Linked DNA regions of Sparus aurata: region 2 is linked to region 1. A link is a contact called in public Hi-C data. All regions are on one chromosome and are shown on one strand. The core of a region is the stretch at or near the end of the contact, and the rest is flanking DNA. Distances in the headings are between cores, read along the strand shown. Region 1 holds the start of edn1 (endothelin 1). Region 2 holds the start of smim13 (small integral membrane protein 13).

Region 1 (4,916 bases), core at 166-2,665:
AGATGAATCAAAGATTGTAAACTAGAACCATTTCTGAGTAATCTTTTGCTTCGCTTTAAATAACTTGGCTTGAACTTGGGAGTCTATTCTAGTTGTTTACTTTTGTATTATGCTTTTGTTTTATGTTTGTACTCTACACCACAATATAGTGGTCAAGATTAAAGAAAAAATCTGAATCAGAATCAATATGAGCATGTTGAAGGATGGTACTCAAAAAAATAACCTTGTGATATTACTTCCACTTGGTTTGAAACTCTCTCTCTTTTAATTACACAAGGAAAAGGAACTATGCAATCGTGATACCTGTCAAAATAATTGCAGCACGTTTTTTTGTTTTTTCCATGTTGTGCAGCTCTAGTATCAAAGTAGTGCTATGAGAAAGCTTGATAAAGAAAACTTCTCACCATGTTGGACAGCATCTTTACATTTGAAAATTATTACTGTACAGGGTACTTTGATACTAGAGCTGCACAACATGGAAGAAACAAAAATCAAACTGCAATTATTTTGACAGGTATAACGATTGCAATGTGAATTAGTGGGAAGAAGCGGCCAGACTTTCAAGGCTTCTTGAGCGTTAGCTGAGTGGGCTAAGCAATAATAATAACAACATAACAGTAGTAGTAGTATTCACTCGATAAACTTGTTAACCCAGATCATTATGAATGAATAATGTGCTGCACCAACTGCTCTGAAAAAAAAATAGGATTTGCATCTGGTTAATATGGAAAATGTTGGCTGCAGTTGCGTCATTTTTAAAACTTAATGTAAAGAGAATACGAGTTTGGTATTTATTGTTGACTACAGTCTTTCTGCTGTTAACCAAGAAAACTGATATTTTGTTATATTTGTCTTCTAATAAACATCCAAAATTTAATGCCCTCAATATTCAATAGTCAATGTGTTCCTCCGGTATTGAAAATTATACTGAATATTGTTGTATCAAAGTTAGAAACGCCCGTATCCTGACAACACTAGCGCTGTGTTCAAGTTATGTCTCTACTCTCACTGTGTTTCTTAATGGCTTTTATTAATGTTAATTCTTACCTTCTTCCTTCCTGATGTCCTTTGTGATTTAAAACAAGGAATTTTTCTTTCTCCTGCCAAATTCAAAACAATGTAAATCTTACAGTAAATGACTCCTCCTCCTGTTAATTGTTCTTAGTTTATTTTTGTCTTTGTTTTTTTTAAGTAATGTTTTATCTCTTGAATGCTTTTGTCTAAACTTTTTTGAGAGTTTTATTGTCTCCCTACCTATTTTAATGTTATTTGAGCTCATTTCAGCAAAAGTTATGTTTTACTTCTACCTAAGTACACTTATTATCTATACTCTCAACATTATAATATACTCCTTTATGTAATGTTCACCACTACAACGCTTGCCTGCCACCTGCCGTCTGATTACTGCCACTGCAGCTCAGCCACAGAGTCCGACTGAAGTGTGGTACAGGTCGCATTCAATCACCCGGCGTCTCCCCCATCATCCACTCACTCAGGGCCAAGGCATCTCAAAATCTTCCACTCCGCCTGCACGGCTGCTTATCAGCCGCCGACCACTAACAAACATCATCGTCTGGGTAGGAGCCAAAGGACAACAGAGAGCGGAGCAGCGGCAGCAGCAGCAGGAGGAGGAGGAGGGGAGGTGGAACGCTCCTGTATAAAGTCAAAGGGCTGAACATGTGGGGCCACACTGACAGAGACTCTGCACCGCTCCTGCGTCAATCTCTGAGGACGACCAGCGAGACACTGTACCGGAGAGAAAATCACTGGATCTTTAATTTTACACTTCAGGAGGATTATTATTACTTTTGCCGAGCGATATTTTTTTGTCCAAGACGAACCTGAAAAATGGATTTACACGTTTTTATTTCCGTGTTATCAGTGATGTACTCCTGGATTTTGTGCACAGGTAACTTCTGCCGAACGCTTCTCTCTATCTATTCTACCTATGTATTAACATGAATGAATCATTACGTTTTTATACATAATATAAGCAATAGTTGAACTACTATTATAAAGTAAAGTTGGAATACTATCTGCAAAGCTGCAGAGCACAATCTTGCTGCAACTGCGCAGATTACACTTTAACTTCATGCACATTCGTGACATTTAATGTTTTATGTTTTATATGCAGTGTTTTAATAATGAGTGTTTCATTGCAGTACTTGCAGCGCCTTCTGGAGAGACAACCACCGCCTCCACCACCACCACCACCACCCAGGGGCGCCATGTGCGGACCAAACGCTGCTCCTGCGCCACTTTCCTGGACAAGGAGTGTGTCTACTTCTGCCACCTGGACATCATATGGGTCAACACACCTGAGTAAGTCACCGTTATGTAAATGTTTAAACAGCCGTAAAATGTTATACCTTTCTTTAGGAAGGTTACAAATTGAAAGTGTCCGCAGAAAACAAGTATTCAGCTAATTACTCACCCAAATATTGGATAGACGTTGAAATACAACACGTATTTTTAGACGGATGATTAGCTAACACTAACGTTAAGCTAACATTTTGAGTACGTTGTCGACTTCTTAAAACACTTTTCGCGAGTTTACCTGAAAATAAACTAGAGTTTTTCATACCTTGTTAGCGTTGGGTGACATTCCCTTGTACATTTATAAGTTAAACGAGCAGACTTTAACGCATTTTAGCGTGAAAAGGACATGTTTTCCCCGACCGTTAAGTTCAGTTTGTTTGATTCGAACTGTGTTAACTTTCCAGGCGCGTGGTCTCCTACGGACTGGGCAACGCTCCCAGGACGAAGCGCGCGGTCGTGGGCTCCATGGCAACCAGCAGCAGCGGCGGCGGACCCCGGTGTCAGTGTTCCCGCGAAGAAGACAACACATGCAGGAACTTCTGCCGGATGGAAAAACACCTCAGGTGTGTAATTTGCATTTTATCCCACTTTTGAAAAGTCTCATGAGCACGCGATCAAAACAACAACCCAAACACGGATCATAGTTTTTGTCGCTGATACTCGAAATCGCCTCAGTCTATCATTTGCGTGCATGTGAGGACAAGTTTCGTCTTTATAATGTCTCGAAACTGCCTGGTGAATAATGTTAATGGGATCCCGCTCTCATCGTGCGCTGTTTCAGGTATGCGACGCTGCCAGACACGGTGATCCGCTCCGCCCAGGGCGATGGTTGTGCCGAGGCGCAGTGCAAACACAAGCTGGCAGCCGACACGGGCAGGATTAAAAGGTAAGACGACCTGCTCACACTCAATGAGGCTGAATAGCTCGGAGCGTATTTGCAAAGAAATAAATGGACGTGGTAATTATAACCTCACTCGCACAGAGGTCTTTTGTAGGGCAACAAGTTAATATCTGCCTGTGTCAAACCCCTCTGAGCCTGAGATGAAAACAGTTAGCACGTGTTGAGGGCAGGAATTTCAAGATTTCAAGAGTCCCTAAAGCATTAAACTCCCTGTACATTATGATGACAGAGCAGCATTATGAATTCCATAAGACTTATGAGATTGTGTGGAATTTACCTGAATTGAGCTGCATCACTTTCCCTCCCTCCCTGTCTGAGGGAGTAAATGAGCTCCTGTGCTGCAGCAGCACTCATGTACCATCATGTTTGAGACTCCCAAATTTGCAGCGCCATTTGTCTGACACATTAATAATTGGAAACATAACATTCAGTCTCCTCAAACCACTCCAGAGTGTGTTCTGCTTGACACTCTGCCTACTTAGTGGTTTGAATGTTTGACTGACAGCTCAAGTCCACCCAGGTGTAGGTTTACCTTTTACATAACCCTGAGAGATCGATGGTTAAGATGTCTAATCGTTCTCTGTCTTTGTGTTCAGGATGAAGAATGGCAACAAGAAACGGGTGTCGCCTCTAGCGATCAGGGCCGCCTTGAAGACCAGCCTGCTTCTGAAGAAATGGAGGGCGAGACAGCGCCACAGGGCGAGGGCATGGGAGGGCGAGAGCGTGGCCTCCTAAAGACTACAGATAACCTCCGCGCCTTGTCATACAGAGGGGGAAAGGGTTTCATAAGCCCTTTCTCTACAGCCAATGGAAGACAAAGGAGAGCCCAGATATGGCCGGAAAACTTCCTCCATGTTGGCTTCGAGAGCATTCACGACTCGACTCGGTTGCACTTCATCAGTCAGATGAACGAGGGCAGAGACAGTAGACACGGAGTTCAGGTGAAAGTAGATAAGCTGAGCGAAGGACTCGGCCGAGGACATTGATTGATCCTGTTGGTGTCAGGGTCAGACTCAATCACCGCTCCTCATATGGACTAAAAAAGAAAAAGCACCACAGAGCATTTCAAACACTTGACTTTACTGGAAGGATTCCACATACAGTAAATCCTTCCACTGCCGTATACGGATGAGGGCAGTCCTACTCATTATATTTAAAGATGCCATTACTTTTCCTCATACAAAGTTGCAGAACCAGACTGTTACGTCTACATAGAAGGGATCATGCGGTTGTCACTGCTTCACACAAGAAGATTTTTCACCGACTGAAACTATTTACTGCATTTTATGTAACAGGTCGTCCCCTGTGTGTCAGGACACAGGTCATTGTAGCTGTGCAGTACAGTAGCTGCTGGGAGTTCTTTCATTTATCATAATTTAATTGTCCACTAAATATGCTATGTATGTATGTTGATGTCACTATTTATTTATTCTTTTTGTATGTTGTAATTTGATGGCCATATTGGCCCGTCACATGTTTAGTTTTGTCATTTCTGTGAAATGTTTTGTCACCAAGGTGCCAAGTTTTGGCCAATCTTAAATAAATTTGTACACACTTATTTAAAAAGTCAGCGCCTTTATGCTGCTGTGTTGTACGTGCAAGGAACTGTGACTTCAGAAAAACAATGTTTCGGCTAAAAGTTGGAGGAATAACTCACAGCACAAAACTTTCAGTGAACGTTGAGCTCTACAAATCA
Region 2 (5,186 bases), core at 2,683-5,182, 210 kb before region 1:
TAACCACTGGTAATAAATATAGATGTGAGTATTTAATGCAGACAGGCTTGAAATGTGAAACTATCATAAAATAAACCCACTGATTATTGACGATATGCAACTCCCACCTCCCTGCTGATGACCGTGAAATGTATCTGCAGCTAACAGCTGTCAGTTAACGTATGCTTTGAAATTGTTTCTGCAATAAACTGATACCAAGTCTTTCCATCCACAGTAAAACAAAGCAGTTGGTTATCCCACATTCACAGGAACAGGTGATGATCCAGGAAAGGAAAACAGTATGAGAAAACTGACTTCAAACCACAAGTTTTTAATCTGATGGAGGGTTTTGCTGAACTCATGCAACATCTTGTTGCATCATAGAGATCACTTTTAATTAAAGCTTTCTTTGTTCTTACACCCGTGTGTATGTTTGTTTTGGCCACTTGTTAGCCTCAAAAAGTTGTAATGACAACATTGACACGCCAATTAATTTGATATGGTGAATTTGAAAGCAGCTGCTTGTTTGCACATCCAACAGTTACTAGGCAAAATTATCATTAATTTGGTGTTGTGTTAGAGTCCCCCTGATCAGTGTAAGCCCAGTTGTCACTTTCTTTTTGCTCTGTTTTTAGTCTCCTCTGCCTTGCAGTATTCGCTACAGCCCAGTTGTCTGGATAAAGTGTGAAAATAGCAGTGAACATTTCTGCAAACTTATTATATGTTCACATCTGTATGCGTCATAGGCTTCAAAACACACTTCTACGACAAGTGTCATATGTTCACATTACATGTTTACAATCAGGACCTCTCCAGCCATGTTTGTGGTGACAAAGAGAGTTTTTTAATCCACAACGTGAGCTTTTTCTAACTCTAACCAAGTGGGTTTTGTGCCTAAACTTAACAAGATCATAAGAACAGCATTGTCAAAAACATGAAGATGCAACATAAAGAAATATGAGGTTTCAGCATATCTGAGGTTTGCAGCAACGTCTATTTATTTTGGCAATTAGGATGCTTCAGCTGCTAAATCGCCACTATTTCTACAAGTGCAAAGTAGGTTTTTAGCACTTTTTCACACACAAAACAAGCTAAACATTGAACTCCAACTATAATGCACCATAAAGCTCAGATCACGCATCACTGTATCCTGAAAAGGCTGACTATAACTGCTTTCAAAAATCAAAAATGTGACAGTATTAATCATTCAGGTGAAAACCCTCACAACAATCCTTAATACAGAGTCCTCAGGGCTGGACTGGCCTACTTTGGCTGGACTCACTGTTCTCTTCACGTGTGCCTTCTTGAAGCATGACTCATGCTCTGTGTGCACCTTAACATAATATGCAAATTCTGAGGTTAGCATACAAGCGAGGGTACACTTGACTGCAAATGCATTCCAGTCAGGACACGCTGTGCCGTTCTTAGATGTTAGCGGTGATGGAGGAAGTACAACAGTATGGAAATACAAGTTATTGCACTGCAGACACTGCAGGTGAATAGGGTAAAATGTTTAAAATAATATATATAACCATGAATCTTCCCCAGTTGATTACTTACATCGACACAGTTATTTTTTGCATTACAAGTTGTCTGAAAATGTGTTTAAATTCATGCATTCTGAATTAAAAATACACCAATTTGCATGAATTTTCCAGAACAGAAATCTAATCTTTGAATAAAGTGAGGTATGAAATTCTCCTTTCATTTTGTTGACGGATTAGAGTCAAAGGTTTTTCTACTGAGGACATTTTGAGTATCTATTTGTAAATGGTAAATGGACTTACTAGTCTTCTTTTAGTCTAGTCTTGGCAACCACTCATATATACAACACAAGTCACCCATTCACACACACACACACGCACACACACACAGGATACCATGCATGAACCACCGGTAGCAATTTGGGATTCAGTATCTTTCCCAAGCTTACTTTGACATGTAGACTGCAGGGGCCTGGAGACGAACCAACAACCTTCCAATTGGTGGGCGAGTGCTCAACCTCCTGAGCCACCGCCAAACCTTAAAGGAACAATTCACCCAAATATGAGAATTCGCCGTTATTTACTCAGCCTCGTGTCGATGGACAGTCAGGTAACATTTTGTAGTCCACAAAACATTTCTGGAGCTCCGCAGCTAAACAGCGCTGCAGCATTCTCCTTAACAACTGATAAAATCATAGAATTGCACCACGCAGCTCGTGTGGTGTAATCATGGTCATGGCCGAGCTTGTGTGCCCACTTGTAGCCTAGCAGTTACAGCAAAGACCCCATCTTCTTCAGCCGCTTAGGAAAAAGGTGCAACGCTGTTTTGCTGTGAAGCTCCAGAAATGTTTTGTGGACGGAAAAACTTCACCTGCCTTTCCAGCAACATGAGGGTGAGCAGATAATGACTGAGCTTTCTTTTTTTTGACGGACTTATCCTTTAAAGTTGCAGCTAGCAAATTCATTTGAACCATTTTCAATAATGCCAGGTGGCTCAATTAATCAAAAGACATCATGATTTATTAGTTGGTTTATATTTTGTATTGGTTATCAGAAACTGCAATATGACTAATCAAGTCCAATGAAATAAACTATTGAATATAAAATACAACAAAGTATACAGTGAATAGATAGTGAGCTACATTAAAATTATACTTCAGTACTGCACATGAGTAAATGTCACACATGACAGGATGACTTGGACCTTTACAGTTTGTCATGTGATAGAGCCGTGAATTCACCAAAGGTCAGAGGTCACGTCCTGTGATGCCTCAGCAGTGTGAAAGGCAACATAAAGAAGTCGCAGCCTCACATTTGACGCCCACATCCTCTTTTAGCACTTGTTAAATGCTGCTTCTTGTGTAACCTCACACAGTCCGACTCGAAGAAAAAACGTGAGCTGACAATTTTGTGGAAAGTCTCCAGTTGCTCTTGTGCCGCGCAGTGTCAGAATACTGGAAAACAACAGCTACACCCACCAAACGGAGTTCCCAGAACTCGAAGAACTTGAAAAAAGCGATTCACCAGATGACAGATGTGTGTGGTAATGACTCCACCTGCTGGACTAAATGAAACAGGGCTTTCATGTGTCGTAGGTTCAGTTCTAGTGAAGAACTGTATGAATTTAACTGTAAAACTTTTCAATGATTCCAAACAACATTCAAAGATATTCTTCTAAAAAGATGAACTTAATCATCGTCATCATTTTAACCGCTTCTGCTCAAATTTTTGGCAAACATTTATTTTTCTGAACATGTGTTTTTCCTTTTATCTGCTCATATTAACGCCACACTAAGAGTTAGAGTGCAGTTCAAGATAAGGATCAGAGCCTTGACGTTCAATAAAAGAAGTGGGTCCTCAGCCTTGATTTAAAGGAGATGCTGCTTCTCCATGTTTAGTTTTGACATACAGACTTAAAACAGACCTGTACCTGATGACCTCAGAGGTTTGGATGGTTCAGAACATAGCAGAATCATTCAGTGCTTTACAAACCAACAGCAGGATTTTGCAATATCTGCCCAGACAGACAGGAGGCCAATGTAAAGATGTAAGAACTGGAGTTACGTAATGGACTTTTTTTGGTCCTTATTAGGACTCAAGCAGCAGCTGTCAGATGGATTTCTTTAGAGAGTCCTTTATAGACATCATTACAGTATTCTAGTCAACTGAAGTTTAACACATGGACAAGTTTCTCCGAATCCTGCCGAAACATGTGAAAACAAACAAACAAAAAAAAACTTGGGCAAATTATGGCCAGTTTGTTTATTTATGAAGACAGAAATCATCATATTCAAAGAAAATGAAAAATAAAAAAAAAGATCTTAATTATCTATGTAAAATAATAAGTTTTAGAAATGTAGTGTATTTCTGTGTTTCTGGAAAGCTTTTTAAAGAATTAATAGAAGAAGTACAAAAGTGGGAACGCTGATACCAAAAAACTTCATTACCCAGAAGTCAAACGGACCTTGCGCATGCGCAGTGCGAGTCTCATGACGTTGATTTTGTTGTCTTAACCCAGTTACTGTAGTGAGCTGCAGCTCTGCCTCGTCTGTGACAGCTCGCTGGTACATGTTGCAGTTATGTAGCAGACAGAAGACGGACTTTACCCCGCTGTGACCGGCCAACGTCAGCTAATGTCACGGTCCTCTGTCGGCGTGTGAAACTACTGCGTCTGTCAACCAGCTAGCTAACCAGCTAGCAAGCCGCACGCTAGCAAACAAGCTGGTGTGAGTTTGCAATGTGCTGCTGTTTGTTTTCCTCTCTGTCGTCTCGGCTGGCTATATAACGCAGCTGCCAGGCGGCTAACCCAGCTAGCTACCTGTTGTGTGGGGAGGGAAGCAGAAAACTACACCGCATCTTTCCCCCCCATATGCTGTTGGTGCTATCTGGTGTCCGGCTAAGATGTGGCAGAGTGTCGGACTCACACTGCTGGTCATTGTGGCCACACTCGTCTGTGCGCTGCTCTTCATGCTGTTTGGTGAGTTTACAGCGAATAACCTTCATAAACTTACATAACTCACTGTCTGACTAAGTCTTTTTGTGGCTGCTGTAAATGTTGTCATCGTACTGTGAGTCAATAAGGCCGATGTCACTTTATTAAACTGCTAGCTAACAAGATGCTGTTATGTTTACTTGCTTAAAACTCAACGCTCCTGTGGGAGTAGATCAACAGTTTAGCCTAAAAATGTCCACCTATTCCTTTTAATAAAGTTGCTTTGTAAGGCAGGTCAGAGTGTACTGAATGTCTCCAACCGGCAAGTTTCAATTACAGTGAGCAGTTTCTATATTTACCAGTCACAGAGAAGGAGTCTGGCAGATGTCTGAACACAAACATGGCTGCTCCTTATCTGCTCCTCAGTTCTGCAGTTCAGTCAGTCCTCAGTCAGACACTGGGGCGGGGTATCACCATGTACCTCGCGATACGATGCTATCACGATATTTTGCCCACGATAACGATAATATCACGATACAGCGATTCTGTGATAATCGATATATTGCAAGAAATTTCATCCACGATACATCACGATATTTGTGTCACTGAAGAAATTCAGAGTTTGTTGACTGCACTGAATCCATTTCACAGGAATTACAAAACATTGTCAATCAATTTCACATGAATGACAGCCAAGTAAAACAAAGTGTATACGGCACAGTGGCTCTTCTTAACACACACACTGACCACAATTTAAATATGATTAAATATCGGTATTTGGCACCAGTGTA

Evidence for each region. A called contact is a pair of places that touch in the nucleus more often than the background predicts.
Region 2: a Hi-C map of an unstated tissue shows a contact between it and region 1, with 4 times the contacts expected there. The contact joins the promoter of smim13 here to the promoter of edn1 in region 1. A contact is called at or near these places in 2 of 2 Hi-C or Micro-C datasets (skeletal muscle and an unstated tissue).

What each region holds. Positions count from the first base shown.
Region 1 is chr3:8,279,136-8,284,051 of fSpaAur1.1, reverse strand. It overlaps edn1 (endothelin 1), which reads left to right and starts at 1,415. Exons shown (of 5, transcript XM_030413098.1): 1 at 1,415-1,909; 2 at 2,163-2,322; 3 at 2,724-2,882; 4 at 3,101-3,205; 5 at 3,817-4,786. The coding sequence starts at 1,849. The coding sequence ends at 3,955. LOC115579548 (a long non-coding RNA gene) reads right to left here and starts at 2,730. Exons shown (of 3, transcript XR_003983675.1): 1 at 2,585-2,730; 2 at 2,166-2,293.
Region 2 is chr3:8,487,081-8,492,266 of fSpaAur1.1, reverse strand. smim13 (small integral membrane protein 13) reads left to right here and starts at 3,932. Exons shown (of 2, transcript XM_030412934.1): 1 at 3,932-4,440. The coding sequence starts at 4,365.